Regions from separate parts of the Sus scrofa genome. Here region 2 is linked to region 1. A link is a contact called in public HiChIP or PLAC-seq data. All regions are on one chromosome and are shown on one strand. Each heading gives the region's core, a stretch centred on a gene start, on an enhancer-like site or on the middle of the called end of the contact. The rest is flanking DNA. Distances are from core to core; before and after follow the strand shown.

The links. HiChIP or PLAC-seq counts read pairs in DNA pulled down with a chosen protein or histone mark.
Region 2: an H3K27ac HiChIP or PLAC-seq map of alveolar macrophages shows a contact between it and region 1. The contact joins the promoter of ERAP1 here to the promoter of GLRX in region 1. A contact is called at or near these places in 1 of 5 promoter capture datasets (fetal liver) and 1 of 2 datasets of contacts at active chromatin or transcription factors (alveolar macrophages).

Annotation. Positions count from the first base shown.
Region 1 is chr2:102,435,512-102,441,965 of Sscrofa11.1, forward strand. It overlaps GLRX (glutaredoxin), which reads right to left and starts at 2,250. Exons shown (of 3, transcript NM_214233.1): 1 at 2,027-2,250. The coding sequence starts at 2,233.
Region 2 is chr2:103,411,122-103,417,575 of Sscrofa11.1, forward strand. ERAP1 (endoplasmic reticulum aminopeptidase 1) reads right to left here and starts at 3,945. Exons shown (of 21, transcript XM_021085396.1): 1 at 3,823-3,945.

The DNA.
Region 1 (6,454 bases), core at 1,000-3,499:
ACAGCTACCATCTGTATGTGTGCGTGGTGAGAACACTTAGGATCTAATCTGGTAACAAACTGCAAACATGCAATACACTATCACCACTCAGAGCCACCATGCTGGACATTGCACCCTAGAACTTAGTTGTCTTCTAACTTAGTGTTTATATCCATGACCTAGGGAATCTTTAAAATGCTGAATGGGAGTTCCCGTCCGGCGTTGCCGTGAGCTGTGGTGTAGGTTGCAGACGCGGCTCGGATCCCGCATTGCTGTGGCTCTGGCGTAGGCCAGTGGCTACAGCTCCGATTCAACCCCTAGCCTGGGAACCTCCATATGCCGGGGGAGCGGCCCAAGAAATAGCAACAACAACAACAACAAAAAAAAGAGAGACAAAAGACAAAAAAAAAAAAAAAAAATACTGAATGAAGCCTGGATGCTACCTCCCGTATTATGATTTAATTGGCTTGGGGTATAACTTGAGCATTAAAAAAAGGCTCCTCAGGAGTTCCCGTCATGGCACAGAGGAAATGAATCTGACTAGGAACCATGAGGTTTCTGGTTGAATCCCTGGCCTCGCTCAGTGGGTTAAGGATCTGGTGAGCTGTGGTGTAAGTCATAGTCGCAGCTTAGATCTGGAGTGGCTGGGGCTGGGGCATAGGCTGGCAGCTGTAGCTGATTTGACCCCTAGACTGGGAACCTCCATATACCTTGGGTGCAGACCTAAAAAAGCAAAGTAAATTAAAAAAAATTTTTAAAGCCCCTCAGGTGATTCTAATGTGCAGCAAAATTTAGGAACCACTGGCCGAGAGACCATCAGAGCTGGGCCATGGCAGTACTTGCCCTGCCCTTTCCCCCTCAGGACCGGGGCAACCTACACAGCTGGTGGTCCAGCCAAGCAGCAAGAGGCTTTCTGGCCATGGTGTCCTGTTCCAGGGCCTTCCAGAGACCAGGGTCCTCAGACCCCAGCCAGGGCCCTGGAAACAATAGGGTAACATGTATGGCCTCCCTCCCTCTCTGCACCAGAAAGCTGACTTCTGACTAGAGAGGTAGGAGAGAAACAGCCTCCCCTTCTTTACCCTAAGAACCCAGAGAAAACCCTGCAAGTCAAACTAAACCTGAGCTAGGATACATGCTTCTGTGCACACCATGTGGTAGAATGTGCACCCTGAAAGGGAGCTTGGCTGAGCTGGTGGGACATCCCTCACCAACCCCCGTCCCCAGCACCTGAACTGCTACTGGTGACCTGGCTGGCTGGCTGAGGAAGAGGAAGCCTTTTCAGAAAGGGAGCGGCTCCTAGGGTCTCACTGTCTGTCCACAGCAAACAGGAAGTAGAGGTGGCCTACTCCAGCGTGGCGCTGCAGCCAGGAGGTCGCTGGCAGTCACAGAGGAGGTGACTTGCCAGGATCAACCAGCAAGCCATTGTGAGAGCCATCCGGACTCTGGCCTCCCTCCCTACTCTTGACAGGTCTGGAAATATCCCGTCATTTAGAATGAGGTTCTTCCCTGGGAGGAGTTAGATAGGATATGGAAAAATGAGCAAATTAGGTTAAGTTTAAAGAGATCCTGGAGGTAAGACTGAAGGGCAGCAAATCCTCCTTGGCCATGTGAACCCAGAGGAAAAAGTGCCGGCGGTTCTAACTCAACAACAGAAATGTACAGCTCACACTTGGCTCCTCCACCCCTCCTCCCACTTCAGCCCTCAAACTGTCACTTCTCGGCAGTGCTTAAGACAAAGACTCCAGATAGCTCCTCAGTGACTCCAGGACAGCTGCTGGGCCCATGACCCTGACGCACAGCACGGTCAGCTGTGCTCTGTCCTCTGATCCGAGAGCACCTTTGGCTGAAGTCCAGCCACCCTTTCAAGGAAGCAGTGTCTTCTCTCCGGCACCCTCCCCCTCCCCACACAGCCCTCCCGCTGCCTGGAGTGACGGAGCCCTAGCGGTGTCCTAGAGGAAGGCAAAGGCATCCCCTGTTCACACCCCAGGCAAGAAAAAGGAATCCGGGAGCCTTTTATCCAACCTTCCGAATGAAACCCCCGGCTCACCGTTCTGGCTCCTGTGAGCTGTTGCAGATAATCTTGAATCTCGTTGGTGTCACTGGTGGCTGTAATATCGACAAATTCCAGAAGCCCTTCTTTGAAGGGCAATTGGCTGAGGAGCTCCTGTGTCTTTCTGCAGAAGGGGCAGGTGGGCTTGATGAAAACTACCACCTTCCCAGGCTGGATTTTGCTGTTCACAAATGCTTGAGCCATGCTGACAGGCGGCTGCCTCCCCGGAGGAAACCTCAACAGAAGGTATTGCTCGGGTGTAAAACGGAGGCCCCAGCCAGCGGGCTTTCATTTAAAGGAACCTCCCTGGAGGAGGAGTTTGCCTGGTAGCGTGCTCAACTTTTAAAGGGCCAGCCCCGAAGTCATTTCAGTTGGAGTGATTCACCAGCTAGACCTCTGGAGGAAGGCGCGCTTGCATGCTTGCATGTCATCATCAGCGGCTGTGCCCAGGGCATCACTGACCTCAGCTCTTTTAGGAATGCCCATCCTTGGAAAAAGAGCAGAGTCACCTTACTCTCTGAGGAAGCATTAAGTGTACAGACCAGTCCCAGAGGGGGTGGGCTGAGCAGGCAGGGTCTTCTTAGAGTTAAATCTTTGTTGTCTCTCTCAGAGTCACGGTTCCTAAAGACACATGCAAACAGAATCATTCAAGAAACAGAACGAACGCGCCAAAATATCTTTAGAGGAAGTGAAATTGAAATGGTGGCTTTGCGTCCTGTCTTGCTTGGCTAGCACTGTTTGCTGTTGTGACTGTTTAATGGAATTTCCAACATTTAAACATCTGGGGATTTCACAGAAGAACCTAGACTTGGCACCTCTATGAAAAGTCAGTTCACCCTCATGTGTGGCAGTAGCTGGGGCTGAGATGCTCAGGTCTGCCCACAGGCATGGGGGTTGGGGAGTGCTGGCTCCTACCTTCTGGACACCTGCCACTCATTCCTTAGCGTTTGAGTTTGTGACCCTTGACAGCAGTTTCGCAAGGCAGCAAATTCTAACACAAACCCTAATTTCAAAGTGCCAATTCCATGTGGGGCCTTTTCTCTCTTTGATCCTTTGTTTATGACCCTTTGTTTTCACTGTTGTTGAGTCGAGGACGTGGTGTAATAACTCACTTATCACATTCATCACATTTACCTGCTCTTTCCCTGGTGCCCACATGCTCAGGGGGTGGTGAGTGAGGTCTGTTGTTCCAGGACTGACTATGACCCCTCTGCGTGCAGGGTGTTAAATAAAGAAATCAGGGAATACTACCTCCTTTAAAAATGAACTCTCCTTTTCCCCAGGAAGTTTTACACTGAAATCAGGACCCCCGCCAGAGCTGCCCACCTTCACTGATGGTCCCTTCAGAAGCCGGAGCCTAATGTCATCCAGAGAAGGGAAGAAAGTTGATTCCCAGAAGCAGCTCTAATTATTACTAAAGCTAAATGGCAAAGCAAGAAACCCAGATGCTAAGACACAAAGAAGGACTGATAGTTAAGATCTCTGTCAGCAAATGGAACATGTTGCGGGGGAAGGCCTGAGGTGACTGGGCCTCCTCAGGGCTTGGGACTTCTCAGCCCTCAGCTTTCCTGAATAAGCTCCTGGCAGAGTCCTTGTCACCTCTCTTTGTCTCTTTCCTTTAGCTCAGACTCCTGCAGCCCAGGCTCTCTTCAGGGCCACCCTTGGCTCACTGGCCCAAGGTTCCTCAGCCCACCTTGTGCCTGGCGATCCCCTCAGAACGGCTTTCTTCTCAGTGTCTGGGGTTAGCCTCTCCCTCTCCGCTGGCTCTTTGTCTTCGGCATGTGACTCTGGTCACATCTGTCCCTTGTTACAAACACCACCCCCACCTTCCATCGCTTTTGATCCTGCTTCCTTGCCTCTGTCCTTCCCTACCAGCCAATCTCATGGAACTTGCTGCTTTGTTTGCCATCTGTACTGACTCACCTCTGCTGCCTGTCCCTGCCTCAATGCAATCTGACTTCCTTATCTGCTGAAATTCCTCTGGCCAGCATCACTCAGACCTCCACATTGCTAAGTCACCTTGTAGCCAAGTGTCCTGACTGAGACTCACTCAGATTTATGGGTGTGGAGTTGTTGTTAAACTGGTGGAGTGGACCTCCCAAAGCACCTGTTTGCGTTGGATCTCCTGAGGGGTTTGGGTACCTAGGCAGAGACTTGGCTGCAGAAGGGGGCGCTATTGTCTGGCCTACAGCTCAGGCCCCGGGGACTGGTGTCTGGAGCCTTAGGACAGATGGCCACAGGACACAACTGCAGATTTCAAGGCTTTTTTATGAGTCATGGAACACAGATAGCAAAGAAGGGGAGACTTCTCTATTGCTCAGAAATGCTGTGGCTTTAGCTCAGTGACGAATTCAGAGGAGTTCCTGTCGTGGCCAAACAGAAATGACTCGTATTCTTGAGGATGTGGGTTCAACCTCTGGGACCTACTCAGTGGGTTAAGGATCCGGCATTGCTGTGAGCTGTGTTGTAGGTTACAGATGCAGCTTGGATCTGGTGTTGCTGTGCCTGTGGTGTAGACTAGCAGCTGCAGCTCCAATTCAACCCCTAGCCTGGGAACCTCTATATGCCACAGGTTCAGCCCTAAAAAAAAAAGAATTCAGGAGTTCCCGTCGTGGCGCAGTGGTTAACGAATCCGACTAGGAACCATGAGGTTGCGGGTTCGGTCCCTGCCCTTGCTCAGTGGGTTAACGATCCAGCGTTGCCGTGAGCTGTGGTGTAGGTTGCAGACGTGGCTCGGATCCCGCGTTGCTGTGGCTCTGGCGTAGGCCAGTGGCTACAGCTCCGATTCAACCCCTAGCCTGGGAACCTCCACATGCTGCAGGAGCGGCCCAAGAAATAGCAACAACAACAACAACAACAACAACAACAAAAAGACAAAAGACAAAAAAAAAAGAAGGGGGAGAAAATACACTAACCCCTTTCTTTAAAAAAGAATTCAGATGTTTCTCCATTGTAAAGTTACTCTTTTAAAATGGTACAGTGGGATAACCTCTGAAGGCAATAAAGGGGCTTAAAGTCAAATAAAAAAAGAACACAGATGTACTGTGAAAAAATAAATAAATAAAATAAAATGGTTAATAACTTTAAAAAAAAAAAGAATTCAGAGTGTAGAACACTCTGTTGCGTTGACATCATGAAAGTTTGTAGTTTTGGCACATTAGGAGGTGAAACCCATGGATCTTGGGGGCACCCTGAGGTCTGTGGTCCTTGAGTGCTATGGACATCAAGAGGGAGTGTGTATGGAGGAGCATGTGAGCTTGTGCTTGACACCCCAGGCACTCCCAGAAATAGTTACTGGGAAGCAAGAGCTTTTTTCAAGGGAGTGGAGGTCCTGCTATACAGATAGCTGGCAACAAGCTAGTGATACATTTGAAATATGGGCTATGAAGTTCCCGTCGTGGCACAGCAGAAACGAATCTGACTAGGAACCATGAGGCTGTGGGTTCGATCCCTGGCCTTGCTCAGTGGGTTAAGGATCTCGTGTTGCTGTGACTGTGGTGTAGGTCGCAGATGTGGCTCAGATCCCACATTGCTGTAGCTGTGGTGTAGGCCAGCAGCTGTAGCTCCAGTTCAATCCCTAGCCTGGGAACCTTCATATGCTGCAGACACGGCCCTAAAAAGCAAAAAAAAAAAAAAAAAAAAAAAAAAAGAAGAAGAAAAGGAAAAAAGAAAAGAAAAATGGGCTTTGACTTTTGTGTGTGTGTGTGTGTGTGTTTGTGTGTGTGTGTGTGTGGTTGGTTTCCACTGCACCGCTACGGGAGCTCCCGAGCTCTGACTATTACCATGATCTCATTTGTATCCGAGGGCTGAAGAGGGTTGGGACATTTTGAATACCAATGACCATTTTTCAGGTTCTTTCTTTACTTGCTCACTTTGCAGACTTTGAGCCTATAGGTCACTGTCCCTCCCCATCTTGAGGTTGTCTTCGTCCCAGGGTCATCTGCAGCTTGATCTTTTTCTTCTGCCTGTGTCTCTGGGTATTCTATCTCAGTCTCTTCCTCAGGAATTTTGCCTACACATGTGGTATATCCTGGGGCTTCCCCTCCTTGAAAGATTTTATCTGTACATGTGGCTCTAGCTATCACCTTTTTCTTGATGAGTTCCGTATTTTTTTTTCTCATCCAAAACTCTTTCCCAAGCCTCGGGAATTGATAGTTGATTGCCTACTGAGAAGACCTGCCTGGGGTTCCTCAGGCATCTCAGCCTCAGTGTGATCAACATGGAAGCCACACCCCTGTCTCTTCCTTACCTTCTCATCCTCCCCTCGCCTGAGTACTGGCATCTCCCTGTTGGCCAGGGCAGAAGCCTGGGAGGGATTTTTTTTTTTTTAATTTTTGGGAGGCATCTTTACGGCTACTTCCTCCCCTGCTCTCTGCTTTTTATTTATGCTGAATGGCCAAACTCTAACAATTTTGCCTCCTAAGT
Region 2 (6,454 bases), core at 2,695-5,194, 980 kb after region 1:
GAAATGCCTTCATATAAGTGCATCATTTAAGGGCACTTGAAAGGGCACTTGGGAAGGATATGTTGGATTTAGAAGGAAAGGCATCAAAAGCGCTGCAGGTAGAGCAAGCCAGAGCAGGAGCTACAATACCAAAGGAGTGAGTACAGGGCTGTTCAGGCCATTGATGTCGACAGAAGGGAATCCCAGCAGAACTTGATGGAGAATGACTATTCACAAGGCAAGGAGGGGAGTGACTCCAAGATGATGCTTAAGAACCTATGAGTCACAGGGCAGAACATATTTGCACTGTATTTTAAAGGCATGGTACACAAAAGGAATGAAAATTTTAAGGGAGGTGGCAATCCATGCCAGGGGAACCAACATACCCTTTCCTCTCTTAGACAAAATCCCCTCTATAATAGCTGTTTGCCAGGAGGGGTCCCCTGTTCATGAGCTTTGGGTTATCATAATGATAGTGGTATCCTGGCTTCTCCCTCTGTGTGAGTTGTTCTCAACTTTGACTGAATATTAATGTCATCTAGGAAGTTTTTAAAATGACTGATGCCTGGACCTCAAGGTAGAACAATTAAATTGGAACCTATGATGATGAAGTCAGGGCATCAGAATTTTTTTTTAAACTTCCCAAACATTCTACTAAAGAGCCAGATTGAGGAACCTACTAGACAATTCTTGTCACCAAACCATGGTCCTATCCCTTGATTCCTATGTGGCAGCCACTACTTCTTGGTAATAACTGATGTGCCATCCCCCCACCTCACTTCCTCCTGCTCCCTCCCCAAACACACAGCTATCGGTACTTACCTCCTGCTTTCCCAGGAACAGATCTGTTGGCTAAAAGGAAAAGATACCAACACCATAGAGACAGTCAAACTTGCAGACACCATAATCCCAGTTCAAAAGGAATCACCCAGAAGAAACAGAAAAGTGAACAAGGAGAACAGGTTTTTTGTGTTTCATGTTTTGTTTTTGTCTCAGAACCAACTAAAGGATGCTACCAGTCACAGAGATAGGAGCAAGTGGAGGAGAAGAATAAAGTTTCAACACCAAGATAGTAAAGACTTCCTGCCACCACTTCCTCAGGCAGAGCCCAAGAGTAGGGGCAGAATGATGAATTTGCCTTGAAGTTGGAAGGCCAGAGATAAAGGGAACTTGTACGATGCTTCCACTTGGACTTTCTGATGGCAGTAGCTTAGTGGGTGTGGACCACACCCCAAGATGCTAGAGGGCACAGTGAAGGTGACAGGTTCAGGCATGTGAGGACGCTGGGAGTCCTCAAAGATTTTCCAATAGCCCAAGAGGAGATCCAAAAACGTTAACTGGTTCTGAGCTGACAGCAAGGCTCATGAGCTGCTGAAGGGCTTGACAGTGGTACCTCACAGCAAAGGCTTTGCAGTGTTGAGTCCAGGAGAAGAAGAGGCCAAAGAGAACATGGTTGTGTCTCAGAAGGATGCAGTGCCAGGAAACCAAAATACAACATGTGATGTAGACAGCAGAAATGTTGGAATTTATACATACATCCATGTATAATTATAACTGAATTAATAATGTATTTATTAGGTTTACAGTCAGAAAAGAAAATCTGGCTGTGACCTTGGGCAGGTTCCTTAATCCCAGTTTCATTTTCTTCCTGTGTAAAATGTGATGATACCTGTCTCACAGGACAGCAGTTAAGATTAAATAAGTTAAACTATTTTCAATCACTCTTTCCAAAGATATTTATTGAGGGCCTATCATGTACAAAGGTTTTGCTAAGGCAATGCAAAGCAGCAAGATCCCTGACCTCAAAAAGCATAATAGTTGGGTGGGGTGATTTTTAACTAATTTACACAAATACAGATATACACAGATAGTTACCCATCATGATTAGCTATGAAGAAAACAGCAGCACATATTGAAAGAGAGTAATAGGGCTGACTCACACTGGGGCTTTCTGAGATTTTTAGCTGAGATTTCAAGGACAAATGCAAGTTAGCTAAGGAGAGAAAGAGACAGAGGTTTCCAGACAGAGGGAATGCTACACATCTTTGCAAGCTCTGAGTCAGGAGAGAGTGCAAGTTATTTACAAGGCCAGTGAACCTGAAGCACAACATGTGGCAGAAAGATGCATCTTTGGGGACAGACCACCACACAGCCTTATAAGCATCCAAAGGATTTTGGTTCTATCCTAGGGGCAATAAGAAGCCACTGGATTTTGATCTCGGGGACCTTAGGATCTGGTTGACGCCTTAAGAAAATCATCTTGGTTGCTGTGTGGGGTGTGAGGACTGAGAAGAAGGGAAGGCCAGTTAGAAAGTAGTCTAGACAGAGTAAGTACGATGGTGGTTTGTATTGGAGTGATGTCAACAGAAATCAGGGCAGGGGGCTGGGGACACAGAGAGATGGAGATATTCAACATCCATATTTACGGTGGATTAGAAGTGGCGAGTGAAAGGACAGGACTATCAGGATGGCTGCCAGGTTTCTAAAATGAACATCTGGGTGGTCATAGGTGCCCTTTATTGAAATGGGAAGGCCAGAGGTGGAATGGGTTTAAAAGAGAGGAGAGGGAATCAAGGTTTAGTTTTAAATATATTGAATGTGTGATGTCTAAGAGATATCCAAGGGGAAGCATCAAGAAGGCAGTTAAATATACACAGATTGAGAACAGAGAGAGAAGAGTTTTAAAAGAATTTCCTGTACTTGACTGCACTCTTTTAAAGTTTCAAAAAGTACCTTCCTTTGTCATCTGATCTTACTAAAAGCTTCTTCACAATCAATGTGGATGAAAATGTGGCAGTAACGGAGTACTTAACTTACCTCATAGCCAGGAAGAGTTCAAGACACTTTAGGAACCTTACTGCCTTTGGTGAGTGTGACTTTTCCCATTCACACAAGAAGTCAGGGGCAACTCATCCTGGGCTATGTCACCTTCCCTTTATTGGGACACTATGGGATGTGAAATTCATCATCAACAGGACCTTCTTCCAACATGCTCTGAACAATGAAATTAACAAGCCCTAATAACAGCATGTCACTGCTGGTAAATGATACAGATGTTGAATTAATTCGATATTTAACACAGTGGAATTTTTTTCTATTTAGACCCACCTGAAAATGTGCTACAGTACAGTTACAACGTCTTGGAAAAAGAGACAATGCTGGCCAATTTTTAGAAGTATTTTTTGAAATTATTGACCGCATCCTGAGTTGAGAGCAAATATTCTGTGCATTTAATAGAAAACAAAGCATTCTTTCTGAATGTGGCCTCAAACAAACAAACAAACAAACAACTCCATGAAAAGGGTGAGGAAGTGTCTGCACTTCCTCCTTCTTATGAAATTAACTTGCAGGTCCAACTGGTGAGAAAGGCACCCAAAGCGGAAATTTTAATTTGCTCAAACAGGAGTGTTTTAACTCTGAATAAACCCTGGCGGCGCCAGAGCCAAAGTGAGGACAGAAAACTGCTGGCAAGAAGTACAGGAGAAGCAAGGAGAGAAACGATCTTGAGGACACTCACAGAGGTTCCCACAACACTCCTGCGCCTGGAAGTAACCAAAGCCGCGTTCCAGTCTCTGACTACTAGCCACATGGTACCCTCCTTGGCCTAACCCCACCGTCCGTCCACCGGTCCCTCCACTTGGCCCTACTCAGGTGTCAGGTGGACCGGGCGCCGGCAGGAACCCAGGCTCCAGCGAGTGCAGAGGGAGGCTTCTGCCAGCCGCCTGGCCATGGGACTGAGTGGAGCAAGACCACCACCGGCCCTGCGCTCCTGGCCATCTCCCAGTAGAAAAGAGGGACAAGGACAGCAGCGGTACTGGGCTGGCGCCAACCCCGCCACCTTACCTGTGGACGCCACCCTCCCTGTGGACTCGATCCCCAGATCCCCAGGCCACACGAGACGCAGCCTCCTGGTCCTCCTCCTCCCCTTGCTCCAGGCCCCCGGGGCCTCCCCCCTCAGAGAGGATGCCCAGGTCATGCCCTTGCCCAGCCCTGTAGCCCCCTCCCAGCGGAGCGCACTGGGGAGGGGCTCCCTGTACCTGGGGCTCCGGACCACGCTGGCTGGCCCTTGCTCCTCTGCAGCCTGCCCTGCCCTTGCCGGCACAGGGACCGAAAGTGAAAGTAGAACCGGAGCTGCAGGCGGCGTGCGGGGTGCTGGGCCGAGCCGGGGCAGGCGCAGGGAGGCCCCTAGCCGAGGTGGGAGCTGGGGAAGGGAAAACCCGGGTATGGGGCTGAGTGGACACCATTGTTCCCCAGAGGCGAATTCACAAAACAGTGCTGTTTGCGTGTGGGAAACAGCAGGGTTATGATACAGGAGGGACCTGGCGGAGAGGGGCTCCCCTTTCGGAACGCAGATCATTTTCTCCGTCTCTGGACGGTTATTGTTGCTTTTTCATAGATTAGCCTTCGGTTCGGCCGAGGTTTGTGGGTTAGGAGGGGGCTAATGCGTTTAGAGGGCCATCCACTGACTGGATGCCCCCACCCAGAAATAGCTCGAAGCTCGTTGGACTCAAGGGATGTCCATCATCTCGCCTCTACAAATGGGCTGAGAGCTCTGAGAGCTCGTGGCCCGCCTCAGAGAAACAGAATCCGGAAGGACTCTTTGTTTCTGCCAAACACTGAATCCCCTGGGTCTCAGTGGGCTGGCCTTTGGGTTGTAGAAGGATTTGGCTAAGAGTGCGAAATAGGTGGAAGCGGGATGTAGCTGGTCCGAACTGCTCCACCATGACCCAGAAGTTTGCTGCTCCCCACATGAAAACGTTCTCCCTGCTTTTTCAAATCAGGTCACCGTTTCTATGCTCCTCTTAGAACACTGAACCTGGATGAAAGGTCGCCAAAAGCCCATCTTGAAACATTTGAAGGTAAATGCAGTAACAAGCCAAGAAAACACAAATATTTATACTCACCAAATGCTGGCCCCTCTGCGACTTATTCTCACTCTACTCAAGCTTTCTCCTTTCATTTCCTTCTCTGCCGCCCTGCCTTGGAAAACGGGGGGGGGGGGGGTTCCAAGTTGCTAGAATAGTATTTCTCAGCTTTTCTGTCTTCCATCTTATGCCTCCTTTTGAAAAAATATATTTTGTTCTGCATATTCTCTCCAGTCAAAGATATTCTGTAATATAAACTTAATACCCTGTCCCCAGGCCCAATCAGAGTGGGATCAAGGGAAATGTCTACACTTCTACAAGGAGCCAGTTTGGGATCAGGTAATTTGCACGTTTGAACTGCAGCAGGGCTGTCAGTGGCTCGCTATAACCTCCAAGGCCTCTGGGTGTCAGTGAGTGATCCTGCTTTGCTCAGATGAGAGATTTCTGTTCAGTAAACGCACGCATTTCTTTGTTTTCATATTTTTATTACAGGATATGCTGTTTTCCCTTCAGTTTCTATTTAGTGTCTTTTGAAATATTTCTTGAAAGTCAGGATGGAAGGAACTGAAGGCGCCCCAACAGACAGGAGGCTGCCAGGAGTGACATGTGAGAAGGCAGGAGGAGAGGAAGGTCTTTACAGACACCTGGGCAGAGGGATCAGGAATGAAATGTCAGCAAGGAGAAAGCTGACACCAGGCTTTTCTCTCACAGCTCCACCCTCACGCAGACTTTGGACTTGGTTACACCCGGCTAAGACTCCCTCTTCAGAATCCAAGTGCACTACAAATAAAGCAATAAGAGGATTTGGCAGCATTCCCTTCTAGTTTCAAAGTTCCAGCAGAGATACATTGGATGCAGAACTCCTCGGAGTGAGGACTTTAAATGTGAAGGAGCCCCAGTTGTAGAGGTTGTCAGATCAAAACTTAGCAACTACCAAGCTTAGAAATGCTGTTGGAGGGAAGAGCACAGGAAGGGCCTCTCAGTTTATTAATTACTTACAACTGTTAGATACTCTGCTAAATGCTAGCTGTATGCACTTGTGTATATATGTTTGTATAATTTTATCTTTTCAGTGAACATAAAATGTAGGTATCAGGCTTTATAAATGAGAAAAGTGAGAGGCTGGAAGCATGCTCAAAGTCAAAGAGAAAATAAAAAGTGAAACCTAATTTGAGCCCTCCATAGGTCTCTTTGACTCCAAAGTGCATGTTTTTTGCACTGACTCACATGGCTTCCTCAGCTAGCTGTTATTCACTCCCTCCCCCTCTTCACCTCAACCCCATTTCACTTGGCACTTCTAGCTTTGCTCTTTTCCAGGCAGCCCCTAGGAATTCCCCAGCCTGCAAAACCTTCCTGGAGCCTCTGGATTTCCTCCCAATGGATATTATGTTATGCTGCTATAACAGAGCAACTCTAAGACATCACTAGTTTAAGAACACAAAGCTTTGTTTCTCACTCATGGTGCAGAGCCATGGCTGACAGGCAGGGTACTCTGCCCTGCACAAGAAGCTCAGCATCATGTAGGCGCATTTAATGAAGCTTTTGGCCTTCCAGATCACCCTGGCAAGAAAGAGGAAGGCTGGAGAATGACACATCAGCCTGTTCCTACC